4 separate regions of the Mus musculus genome follow, and regions 1, 3 and 4 are each linked to region 2. A link is a contact called in public HiChIP or PLAC-seq and promoter capture Hi-C data. All regions are on one chromosome and are shown on one strand. The core of a region is the stretch at or near the end of the contact, and the rest is flanking DNA. Distances in the headings are between cores, read along the strand shown. Region 1 holds the start of Psmc3 (proteasome (prosome, macropain) 26S subunit, ATPase 3). Region 2 holds the start of Atg13 (autophagy related 13). Region 3 holds the start of Pex16 (peroxisomal biogenesis factor 16). Region 4 holds the start of Slc39a13 (solute carrier family 39 (metal ion transporter), member 13).

The links. HiChIP or PLAC-seq counts read pairs in DNA pulled down with a chosen protein or histone mark. Capture Hi-C pulls out chosen DNA fragments and counts their contacts.
Region 1: a promoter capture Hi-C map of adipose tissue shows a contact between it and region 2, with 2.2 times the contacts expected there. The contact joins the promoter of Psmc3 here to the promoter of Atg13 in region 2. A contact is called at or near these places in 6 of 39 promoter capture datasets (erythroid cells, liver, maxillary cranial neural crest and 2 more), 6 of 115 datasets of contacts at active chromatin or transcription factors (effector CD8 T cells, embryonic stem cells, microglia and 3 more) and 3 of 9 other capture datasets (adipose tissue, liver and pancreatic islet).
Region 3: a contact with region 2 is called in a promoter capture Hi-C map of liver, with 4 times the contacts expected there. The contact joins the promoter of Pex16 here to the promoter of Atg13 in region 2. A contact is called at or near these places in 3 of 39 promoter capture datasets (liver, neural stem cells and pre-B cells), 2 of 484 Hi-C or Micro-C datasets (CD4 T cells and CD8 T cells), 11 of 115 datasets of contacts at active chromatin or transcription factors (craniofacial prominence, double positive thymocytes, embryonic forebrain and 8 more) and 3 of 9 other capture datasets (adipose tissue, embryonic stem cells and liver).
Region 4: a contact with region 2 is called in an H3K27ac HiChIP or PLAC-seq map of microglia, with 8 times the contacts expected there. The contact joins the promoter of Slc39a13 here to the promoter of Atg13 in region 2. A contact is called at or near these places in 4 of 39 promoter capture datasets (erythroid cells, liver and pre-B cells), 1 of 484 Hi-C or Micro-C datasets (B cells), 7 of 115 datasets of contacts at active chromatin or transcription factors (bone marrow-derived macrophages, extraembryonic endoderm stem cells, memory CD8 T cells and 4 more) and 2 of 9 other capture datasets (adipose tissue and liver).

What each region holds. Positions count from the first base shown.
Region 1 is chr2:91,052,522-91,055,677 of GRCm38.p6, reverse strand. It overlaps Psmc3 (proteasome (prosome, macropain) 26S subunit, ATPase 3), which reads right to left and starts at 1,662. Exons shown (of 12, transcript NM_008948.2): 1 at 1,347-1,662; 2 at 1,020-1,103; 3 at 574-699; 4 at 116-220; 5 at 1-30. The coding sequence starts at 1,430. It also overlaps Gm13778.
Region 2 is chr2:91,709,094-91,712,068 of GRCm38.p6, reverse strand. It overlaps Atg13 (autophagy related 13), which reads left to right and starts at 1,477. Exons shown (of 17, transcript NM_001355419.1): 1 at 1,477-1,822. Harbi1 (harbinger transposase derived 1) reads right to left here and starts at 1,217. Exons shown (of 3, transcript NM_178724.5): 1 at 818-1,217.
Region 3 is chr2:92,373,849-92,376,821 of GRCm38.p6, reverse strand. It overlaps Pex16 (peroxisomal biogenesis factor 16), which reads right to left and starts at 1,583. Exons shown (of 11, transcript NM_145122.2): 1 at 1,147-1,583; 2 at 916-951; 3 at 119-195. The coding sequence starts at 1,258.
Region 4 is chr2:91,068,915-91,071,822 of GRCm38.p6, reverse strand. Slc39a13 (solute carrier family 39 (metal ion transporter), member 13) reads left to right here and starts at 1,508. Exons shown (of 10, transcript NM_026721.3): 1 at 1,508-1,668. It overlaps Gm39874 (predicted gene, 39874), which reads right to left and starts at 1,472. Exons shown (of 2, transcript NR_166131.1): 1 at 1,317-1,472; 2 at 200-757.

The DNA.
Region 1 (3,156 bases), core at 413-2,912, 660 kb after region 2:
CACCAACCCAATCACTGGCAGGAAGTATGTCTGTAGGAAGAGTTACAGGCAGTCGTAGCTACACGGAAACTCCCCCATGCTGCCCCCTGCCCAACTGTGACTGAGCCAACCTTACCTGTCGGGTAGAAGTTTTGATCACCGCACACTTGCCCTTCCTCTGAGAGTCCAGGTCAATGTTGGCACCATCCTCCTCCTGGTCATTGGGGTCAACGTCCAGCAACTAAGAAAGAAAATAGGCTCAGTTCCCTTCCCAAAATCCACTACTGTGTGTGCTCAAACAGTTCCCTAAACCCACAAGGCCACAGGCCTTCCTTCCCTCCTCAGTCTAGCCTTAAGCTTAATAAACATAGATGATGTGTTAGGGGGTTGACAACACCTTTGTTGAGGTGCTGCTTCTGTTTGCAAAGTTCATCTGCCCCAAGAAGGAACAAAAGAAGAAAATGGCAGAAATCTGTGACACTTCTAAGGTCTTTGCAGACTTAAACATTGCTTTTTACACTCTACCCTATGGGCCCCATCCCTAGATGTCTCCAAGCCTCCTGCCTCCTCCTCTTCCCACACACAGACACACACCTCGATGACATTGGAGACAAGGTACGGCAGGGTTTTGTTCACTTTGATTTTCTCACTGTTCTCTTTGATTTTGTCTTTCATGGCTTGGAGTTCATGGGTGACTCGCAATACTTCACTCTTCATGATCTGGGATAAGAGAAAACCAATGTTCAACCCTGATTCAGCCTGCATTCATTACAGCCCTCTAATAGATGAGGTCCAGGTTACCCGGGAGACCCATCCAACCAGATCTCAGGCTTTCTGAAGGCCCAGCCTGTACATGTCCAAACTGCAGAGGTCAGGACAAGAGGCCAGTGGGAAAACCTCCTGACAAAGCGGCTGTGGGACAGGGCTAGGTATTTTCCATGGGTTTGAGTGTGAATTCATCCCTCTCTGAGCCTCGGGTTCCTCATCTGTAAAATGGAGATCTGAGAACTCCGCTGCCTGCACCGGAGCCAGGAGCCCACCTTGATCTCGCTGTCTAACAGCCGTGTGCGCTGGACAATCTCTTCCGTGGACATCTTGAGCACCTCCTCCCCAATGCCATCTTGCTGTTCAAATAAGAGAAGAAGTACTTATTTACTGTAACTCAGAGCTGCCATCCCACGGTCCCACAGCCCCCTCAGCGCCTGCTTCCTTAACCCAACAGCAGGATGAAGTCGGGACAACCCAAGAAGCTCTGCAACCAGTCCAGACCGGACCTGGCCTTCCAGCCACCTCCTTTCCCGGCCTCCAAGAACGTCTAACCTTATAGCCCAAACTTTGGGACGCCCCTCAGGTCTCCCAACACTCACCTCAGCTTCATCCCACACGGTCGCCATCTTCTCCTGCCGAGTCACTGGACTCTCGGGCGTCGGCAGCAGATTCATTTCCTGCATGAAGAGGCCGAAACTGGGAGTGCGCACGAGCCCCTGAGGGAGCCCAGCGCAGCCTTTCTCAACGTCTTCTCTCCACCCGTGGAGAACTTCACCCGCGATTCCTGACGCGACAGAACGGGTTCTGTCCGCGTCTCCGAGCGAATCTGCCGCTGGGACTCCACGAACCAAACCGAGGCTACAGGGCCCGCCCCGTGGCTCGCCGGTTGCTCCGGTTTGTGCGGGAGCGAGGGCTGGGCTGCTATTGGCCGGCGTACAGGCGGGGCGGGGCTTGCTGCACAACCGGAAGAGGCGGGAGGCAGGAGAAAGCCGCGGAGTCTTTCGGGAAATGCAGTTTTTAGCCTGGCGGATAACTGAAAAGGAGTTTGCACAGGTGCCGGTGCAATCTAAGAACCCAGGTAAACTTGGAATTCACGGATTTGCAAAATGTCCAGTGTGGTGGCGCATGCCTTTAGTCCCAGAACTCTGGAGGCAGAGGTAGGCGGATCTCTGAGTTTAAGGTTAGCCTGGTCTAGAGTGAGTCCAGGAGAGCTAAGGCTACACAAAGAAACTCTTGTCTCAAAAACCAAAAACAAAAGGGAGGGAGGAAGAGGGGGGGGGGAGAGGGAGAGAGAGAGAGAGAGAGAGAGAGAGAGAGAGAGAGAGAGAGAGAGAGAGAGAGAGAGAGAGAGAGAGAGAGAGAGAGAGAGAGAGAGAGAGAAAGAAAGAGAAAGAAAGAAAGAGAAAGGTTGAAAAGAAACTGCTAGGTTTGATGGCACATGCCTGTCATCACAGACACTGAGCCACTGCAAAGATGAAGCAGAAGGATTGCTGCATATTAAGGCCACCCTGTGCTACATAGTGTATTTCTAGCTATTCTGGTCACACTGTGAGTCTTAAACAAAAATAGCCTAACAAAACCCAGATAAACCATTGCTTCTACTAATATTAATGCAGATCTAACTGTCCACATAGGGAAGTTATTTTTGTTACAATGTACTGTATATATGTTTCTACTCTTGTTTAAAGTATTATATCTACACAACTCATGTGCTGTAAAGTTCTAGTCCTTTAAAAAATTTTATTTATTTATTTTGATTTTTCGAGACAGGGTTTCTCTGTGTAGCCCTGGCTGTCCTGGAACTCACTCTATAGACGAGGCTGGCTTGAATTCAGAAATTCACCTGCCTCTGCCTCTGCCTCTGCCTCTCAAGTTCTGAAATTAAAGGCCACCACTGACTGGCAGATTTATTTATTATTATAAATAAGTACACTGTAGCGATCTTCAAATGAACCAGAAGAGGGTGTCAGATCTCATTATGGGTGGTTGTGAGTCACCATGTGGTTGCTTGGGACTTTCAGAAGAGCAGTCTTACCTACTGAGCCATCTCTGCAGCCCAAGTTCTAGTCCCTGAAAGCTGCTATTACAAACTGTTTAGGATAATCTGAAAGGCAAGTTAGTAATTAGTTACCCATAAATAATGACATTTATGGTCATGTTAGATACTAGTTTAGTTAATTACAGAAATAAGCTTTATTTAGTCTAAAGATGTTTTCAAAGTTACACAGGTTGTAAATAGCTATAAACAAGCAATGCTTGCCTATTCAACATAGTCTATGTCGATAGATGGTCTTCAAACACTTCAGAGATCTATAGAATATGGCATTTAAGATGTCTTAATAACAAGGCTTTTTTTGTGAAATTGAGATGCATCAGCTCCTGGCATTACCTAAATATTATTTCAAAAAG
Region 2 (2,975 bases), core at 228-2,727:
AATTAAAAGAAAAAAATAATTAGAAACGTGATCCAAACCATACCAAATGACTCAAAACCTACACCTTTTTCAGCCATTCACTTGTTAACTCTAGATTTATCTCCACTGACTCACTATTGTATGACAAACTTGATCTAATTTGCAGACAATAAGAGTTCAATCCCAGTGGCTCATCTACTGCCTGGCATTTCAACTGAGAACAACACATGAGAACAAACAATTTACAAGGTAAAAGAGGTCTGTGGCAACCAGGAGACAGCTGACAAGTTGAAAACACCTTAAGGGTTACTCAGAGGTTTGTTTTGCAAAGCCCTATGGCTCCACAGATGAGGGAGTGCTCAAACCAGTCCAACTAGAGATGTAGAACAAAGGGGGGGTGGGGGGGGGGGAGAAAGGAAGAAAGACAGTCTGTGGCCCTGCCTGGGGACCTACACTGTCTGCTGTAACAGGCTTTCCCTTCATCTCAAGAGACCCAAATCCCGAAGCTTTAGGCTAGAAAGGAAGGAAGAGTATAAAAGGAAGGAAAGGAGGAAAAAGCTAAGTGAACCAGGTAGGTCTGGAACACCGAGGCCACTTTTCAACCCGCTTTCAAAACAGTATTAAGGGACAAAGATGGCTCCGAGGGCACAGGGTTTGCCTGTGAAGCCTGGTGAAATAAATTAGTTGGCTATCTGAGATCCATATGGTGGAAAGAAAGAATCGTCCAACACCCTTGCCACATCACGCCCGCCTCCAAAACATAAATGTATTTAAAAAGTTTATTCCTTTAAAAGCCGTGTAAGTAAAGATGCCCCAGCCAGGAATGGGCTCACTGTACTTGGGAAGTGTAGACCAGAAGATCATGTGCGAGGCAAGCGTGGACTACGAGCACCAGTCAAAACAAAGTAAAACAAAACAAAAAGCTCCTAAGGCTGGTCCAGCCTGTAATGTTAGCATTCTGGAAACTGGGTAGCATCGCCGCGTGCTCCATGCCTGCTGGAGCTACATTACGTTCAAAGCTAACCTGAGTTACACAGCGAGACCTTGTCTCAAAAATAGTAAGATAACCAAAGTCTGGCTGCTCGACCCAGAATAACCGAACGCTGATCGCCACCTTTCCGTAGCTACCGGATTAACCGGAGCACTCTCCACCCTCGGGGCCGAAGAAGGCCCGCCTCCGGAACCCACGGCCGCACACAAGCCGCCACGGTGCGCAACAGCCGCACCTCCCCTTCCGCGTCAGCGCCCGCCCCACGCCGCGTCATCAGCACCTCGGCCACCGCGGCCTGCGCTTCGCTTCCGTACATTCTACACGAAGCCCAGTCTCCAACTCCCTAAATTCCTTCCCAAACCCTTTTTTTTCTCCTAAAAGGCTTTAAAATTAATCATATGATTTATTTCTGGAAATAAGCCGCCTTTCTTGAAGACTCTGATGTACAGAAATATTAAATAGGTCGTTTGTGGTGTAGCGAAAGTGCAGCTGAATTTAGGCAGCTGCATTTCCTCCGTAGCGCTCTACCTCCCCACCGCCTGCACTGAAGCGGATGAAAACAAACACTAAGGATGGCGGCGCCGGGCAGCGACTGGTTGCTGGCTTAGGGCGGGAGAGATCGTTTGACGTGTGAAGGGGAAGCTCTGAGAAAAACCAGTCCACACCAGTCCGACAGCTTTTTCAGTTCTGGGATCCCGGAGCCTCGTTAGCGTGAGATATCTCTCTGCGACCTGTGCTGTCACTACCGCCCGGGAGCGCGGAACCCTCTGCTGGGAGGTGCAGTTGGCCGGCCCCAGGCCCCGGCCTCCGGAATGAGAGCCCGGAGCCACTCTCTGTGCCGTAGCTTCGCAGGTACTCACTTTTGAGGGTAATAACCCCCGGATCTTTCAGCGCCCCCGAGTGGGAGGTCACTGATCTGTGTTCCCTTGGCCACCACCTTGGGGACGCCCAAGCCAAGCAACCGAGGTTCAGTTCCATAATCCCCTGATTATGTTTTCTACGAGAAGTTGGGTTGGTGTAGACCCTGTTGGCTCTTGAGGCGTCCCAACCGTTACAGACATCCCCCGAAATTTTCTTGCTACTTTATTGTCTCTTTGAGTTATGTCAAAAAGATCTATTGGAGAACATTTGTAGGGCCGTAACTCCGGTGTTGGGTATCAAGGTAGGTTAGGTAAGTTTTCAGTCAATCAAAAAAAATTTTTAATGCCAAGTATGAAGTCCTCCTGTAAGTGAGGGTGACTTGACTAGTGAAAAAGGGGACTATGTTCTTACTGGCAGTGGAATAACCTGCGAAAACCTATTCTCATTAAATCTCTGAATTAAGTGGCTAAGCACCTTCTTGGGTTGTAAATCTCTCATTCACTTTTTTCCTAGTTAATCTGCTCAATCTATCCTCAAGGTAACATTCCTTTGTTGGCTCCCCCCTCCCCACTTCGGTGGTAGCCCGTAGCCCAGGTTGGCCTTAAACTCCTGTGCTTCAGTTATCTTCTTCACTCAGCCTCCTGAGGAGCTGAGAATACCGACGCAGGCTGTCACAGGCCTAGGTTGGGATAGTTGGAAACAGGGTTCACCTATGCAGCCAGGGTTTGTTTGCCTTGAGTTACTGATCCTCCTTTCCCGGCATCGTAAGTGTTGAGATTATCTAGCATATACCATCATGTCTAGTTTTGAAATTCTCCTAATGAAATATGTATAAATTTATTTATATGTATATGTTTATATGTATACAATAATTATATATCTATACACAAACACATACGTGTTCTTACTTGAGGTTTAACCTATCACTCTGCTCAGTCTACTACAGAGCTATATTCACAACCAATTAATCTCTGCTTTTTGAGACAAGATCTTTTTGTGTATTACACTTGTTGGCCTGGAACTCACTATGTAGACTAGGCTAGTATTGAACTTGTTAGCAGTCCTATTGCCTCTGACTCCCCAGGTCTGGGCTATAGGCATGTAATACAACCAAACAACACTATCTATCTATCTGCTCTTGTAG
Region 3 (2,973 bases), core at 334-2,833, 660 kb before region 2:
GCTCATGTGGGCATGCCTCACTCTCTGAGACAACGACATGTACCACACGTGCTGGTCATTACTGTTTTCCTCCCAAGTCCCTGAGCTTCCCACCCCCAGCTCCTGGCAAAGTTCTCACCACAGGCAACTTTTTTCGAAGCTCCTTCCTCAGGATCCCGTCATTGAGCAGCACCAGCAGGTTCGAGGCAGAGTACACTGAGAAGCAGATTGTGGTCTTGAGAGGCCGGCCCTGCTGTGGCCTTCACCCCTCTCACCCTTACCCCAGAGCCCTACCGATCACAGCTACCCACAGACTGTGTGGAAACCAACAAGCCTCTCCGCCCACTACCTCAGAGCCCCATTCTCTCCATGATGACATCTGAGCCAGTAAGAAATGAGCTGATTGGAGTGACAAGCCAGCCCTTGCTCTGCTGGACAGCACTGGTTACTGAGCTGCTCAAAACTGCCTGTCATGTTCCAAACAGCCAAATGTGTGGTCCCACCAACTCATCTTTGCTCTCTTCAGATGGTCCCCCCTGAAGGACTACATCACACCTACCTTTCAAAATCCCCCTCATCCTTTCATGATCTTCACTACCCCCACTAAGCAAACAGAGCCCTTACAGCAGGGAGGTGGGGGCACTTGAACACTGGTCCTGACATCAAGGACTTTTCTGAACTTGTATTCCTTCAGCTAGACAGAACAACAGTGCCCTTCTCATACTCATAGGTCTGATGAACTAGCAAGGTCAGGAAAGTTGCTTAATCCTAAGCAAAACCAGGAGTGAGAAGCCAGTCAGAGCCCTCACAGGTCGCCCAACTCTGGGGACACCAACTGTCTTGGGCGATGGACAGCTGATCTAGAGGGAAGCTCAGGACCTTCAATCAAGGTTCCGCTGGAAGCCTTCTCCCTCCCCAGCCCAGAGTCCAACTTACCCAGTTCAGACAGCTCGTGTGAATCGGAGAAGCGACCTAGGGAAGAAGGTATAGAAGGCGTTGGTGAGCGTCTGTTTTACCCTGCGGCTTTGGGTTCTCTAGTTTCCTCTACGCCACAGGAACCCAGACAGAACTGAAGCACCGCGACCACTACCCTGGGTCAGCAGGCAAAGAGCCATAGGGTTCCTGGGTCAGAGTCCCCAAGAAATGGGTCAAAGGTCAGTGTGGCACCTGCCAGCAGGTAACTGAGGCCCCGCACAGCCGTCTCCAACTGGGCCGTGGCGGCTGGATGACGAGTCACATACTCCTGGTAGCGGAGGCTCAGGAGCCGTAGCTTCTCCATCCTGCTCTGGCCACTGACAGTCCCACCGGCCGACAGCAAGGCTGGCAGCGGCGCCCTGCGTCCTGAGCCCTCCTTCCTGCTTCCGGCCCTAAGCCCGCCTCCCGGTTGCTCAACTTCCGCAGCCCAGGAGGACTTAGACCCGCGGAGCCCCTGAACGCCCCTTCACCCCATCTCTAGCGCCTCCTCCCCGAGACCGGGAGCTCCCACCCTCCCTCCTTCCAGCCATTGGCTCCTTCTCTCTCCGCCCTGAAGCTCTCTAGAGCTTCTGGCACCCGATCTGCAGCCTCCTTGGTTGGCTGTCTTGGCGCCTGCGTAGTTACAACTTGCGGGCAGGCTGAACAGTTCATACTAGAGAAGGTACTAAGGAGCCTCAGACTTTCTCAGAAGATCGCCGAGAGCTCGAACGGGAGGGTCGGGAAGCAAAGAGTTTGGGATTTAAGGCACAGGGAACCTTGAAATTGTCGTAAATAGGTCTCAGCAGCCGCCAGTCTCGAGTTTTTCACAAAAGCCAGTGCCGGGTTTTTGCTGGGGCAAGCCTAACCAGCAGATTTAGAACAGTGGCTTCGGCTCCAGTTTCTTCAGAACACATGGACCCCCAAAACCCGTACCCGATGACTCCCTCCTTGGAGAATACCCTGGCCTATCCCTCTGCTCTCCGTTTAGGGACGACCCTGCGCATTAGCTTCCCCGATCTGCACCTCGGGTTTCCTCATCTACAAAATTATTTGGGCCCGACTTGGACCTTGAACTCGGAATGAATCCCAGCGTTTTCCGGCCCTTGGATGCACTTCCAGGTTCTAAGCTGGCCTCCAAGAGTTGGTGGAAACTCCTATGGCTCCATTCATGAACTGAGCTGCAATGCTGTCAAGGTGCTGCAGAAGTGGAGGGAGGGAACCGTTCCTGGGAGGCAGTTGATTGGCTGTGGGAAGAGGGGGCTTGGCAAATCTGCGCCATTGCGGACTCCGCCCGCGAATTTATGGTATATAAAGAATTGTAATACATTTAATACCCTACCAGATATTATCTTTAGACAAGGACAGAATATGCCGTTACGCCCATCCACTATATTACGTGCATGTACGAAAATGTCATAATGAAGCTCATTATTTTAGTTTGCATGTTTTGAGACAGGATCTCACTGTGAACCCCTGGCTGGCCTCAAATGCATAGAGATCTGCCTACGTCTGCCTCCCAAGTGCCGGGATTAAAGGCATGTGCCAGCACAAGAGACAAAGCACATTGTTTTGTACAATTAATAAAACACTAATAAAAATTCTCATTAGAGAGCTGGAAAGATGGATTCAGGAGTTAAGAAATGCTCGTTTAACCGGGCAGTGGTGGCACACACCTTAATCCCAGCACTTCGGAGGCGGAGGCGGAAGCAGAGGCAGGCAGATTTCTGAGTTCGAGGCCAGCCTGGTCTACAAAGTGAGTTCCAGGACAACCAGAGGTACACAGAGAAACCCTGTCTCGAAAAACCAATAGCCTGAGCCAGAACCAGGCGGTTTAAGCAGCACACTCACCAGGAATTTAAGGCACAGGGAATGAAGTGTCCCAACATGCCACCACTTCCTTCCCTTTCTTTGATCCATGTGGAGCCAGGCTCCCATTGTTGCCAACCACTCGTGCCAGCAAAGATTCAAGGAAAGGTGCGGTGAGCCTCAGAAGAGTCTGGTATGGGAACTGTGGAAGTCGTTTTTCACCCTGTCCTGAGG
Region 4 (2,908 bases), core at 259-2,758, 640 kb after region 2:
AAGGCTGGGGTTGTAGTTGATAGAGTACTTGCCTGGCACACACAATGCCCAGGCTGTCAGCACTGCATAAACTGGATGTAGGAGGGCACATCTATCCAGGCAGTCCACAGGTTCCAGGTCATTCTCTGCTATATAATAAGTTTAGGGGTAGTCTACATGAGACCTTATGTCAAAAATATATAAATAAATAAACCAAGAGTGGTGGCACACGTATTTAATTCTAGCACTGAGGAGGTAGAAGTAGGCAGATCTCTGTAGGTTCAAAGTCAGCCACATCTACATAGAAAGTTCCAGAACAGGCAGGGGGTTAGGGCTACATAGAACCAATCTCAAAGTAAAACGACAACAACAACAACAACCACACACACAAACACACACTGTGAGGTAGGGCATCAACTGTGATGTGTGAGTTCGGTCTGCTCTCGGAGCGCCCAGAAGGAACAAGGGACCATAGAGAGCCGCAATGGTAGGTGAGGACTAATGAGCCCCTCACTCTGTCACAGCCAGCCCAGGGGAGCACTCATTCGGCCTCTGCTGAATGTCTTCCATGTCAGTTACTGGCTGATTCCCAGAGAAGGATGCAAACATGTATCGGATCGCAAAGGAGTGGGGGGTGTTAGGCCACATCCACACCTTAGCTCCAGCTTAGACATGAGGTGGCCATCGCACGCCCTAGGGAGAGGTACATCCAAGTTGAATTCCGCCTCTGCCATATGTGTGACATATGTCTGACCCTAGGTCAACAGTCAGTACCCACCTGAAAGATAAAAACGATTTGGTAAAGTTAACACTGATTACTGAGTAAATGGTCAGTAAAGGGCTACCCTAGATCAGAGAACTGTAGCCATTGTTATTGCCACTAACTGCTCCTTCGGTCTAAGAGTTCAGGTACAGCTTTGTCAGGGTAAGAGAACACCAAGTCCTTTGTTGTATCCTGGCTTGAAATTCCAGGGCACAGGCTCTAGAAACGTGTACTGGACTTCAAAGGGTTACAGTCCTGGAGACGGTGGCCTGAGGTTCCAAGTGAAAAACCAAAGCATAAAAATAATTCGATGAGTAAGAATAAAATTCCCTCTTCTGAGGTACCCAGAGCCAGGCCCCTCCTTGCGGCAGGCACTTCCCCTTTCCCTAGCTCATGGAGGAGCCAGGCCTGCTGACTCAGAGAGCCATAGCCCTGCTCTCGTCCCGGGACGGAGCGGTTTGGCAGCCGTGCGCGCCCCCGTGTGGCCACTGCTGGAACTGCATCCTCAGAAGGACGCCACACTGAAGCCCCGCCGCCCTGTTGATCCCGGTTCCCGCGTGGGTGCCGCCCTCACCCTAGCTTAACTTGGCTAAACGCGATGCCCACGAGGGTACCCACTTCCGTCCTACTCTCCCCGCAGCCCCAGAATCCGCCCCGAGCGGAAGTGCGCTGACCGCGCGGGTCCCCCATGGTATGAGGCGGAAGCGCCTCCCCCGCCGTCGCTCCGTCTAGCCCCCCGGAGCCGCGCGCGTCGGGTTCCGGACTGTCCCGTGTGACGTGGCTGCACGCCGGGGGTGGCTCCGGGCTGGGGGCCTAGTGGTGGGGCCGGGCGAGGCAGAGCGGGGCGGGGCGCGACACTGCAGCTGGATGGCCGGGCCCGCCCGGAGCGCTGCATCTGCTGCCGCTGCCACCTCTGCCACTGCGCGGTGAGTGATCGCTGGACCCTCAGGCCGGCGTCCGGGGCGGGATGGACCGTGTCAGTTCCCAAACCTGTCGCGACTCGTCCTCAGTTTAGGAGTTGAACTTGCCTGCTCTTTGGCTCTTTACCTCTGACGTCCCACGCTCTGCCCCTCAGCCCTCCCTGCTGCCCCGCTTCTTGTCTTCTCCTTCCACCAGACATTCTAGCTCATTTTATTGACTTTCCTTTCTCTTGCTTTCTCCTTTCTCTCCATACCCCATACTTCTCTGCTGAACCTGTGGTCCCCCCTTGCCTCTGCATGACCCGCTAAGGTCTTGGCCTGGCGAGGGCCTGCCTTGGTCCCAGTGAAGCTTTGCTCGTTTGTTTGTGCTGGTGTTGGCAGTGGCGGCCGCGAGGGGTCGGGGAGGGCTGGGGCAGGGGTCACTAATTATGGCCTGAAGATTCCAGACATAGGCTTGTAGCCCACCAATCAGAGACCGATGATTTCTCTCTTAACATCCATTGGCAGATGAGGAAACTGAGGCAGTTTCAAGGTCACAGCCAGTAGAAGACGGGGCAGATCACATTTAAACTTTCCAGATTGAACTTCTGGCTTGGTTGACTCACATCCCCATCCGGCTGCCATCAGTCTGCAGAGCACATTCCTTCTGCGAGTGCTTCAGACCTCCCCTGGCATTCAGAGGACTTGCATTCCCTCCTCGATGCCAGCAGCTACCTGCATTGTCAAGTTCACCTCATATTCATCGCTGTTAGGGAGCTCTGTTACCTCATCCATTCCCTGATGAGGACACTGAGGCTCAGGCTCATAAGGGACTACAGTCAGTTAACAATCTAGAGCACCAAATTAATTAGCCATAAGTTAGTTACCACAGCCTCTGGCTCTGGCAACTGTGAGGCATCTCTTCTCTTCAGCCCCACCTCTTGTCTCTTGGTGCCCAAGAATAAGATCATTTAGGAGGAAGAGGTTTGGACTATGACTCAGTTTCCCCACCTGTGTTTCTTTGTACCACGCCATCAAGCTAAACAGTGCTGGCTTTAGACCCTGGGGTGTCTTTACCGGCACATTCTGGCAGCCAAGCCTCTCCTGGCAGCTAGAGGCACCCAACAGGGATGGTCCCTCCTCCGGTGGCTGAAGGAGCCCAGCCAGTGCCTCACCCAGTCATTAAGGAAAGTTTAGCCTCAGGCGGACACATTGACACATAGGCTGGAGCCAGCTCAGAAGGAAAATATGTGTGGTTCTTGGGAGA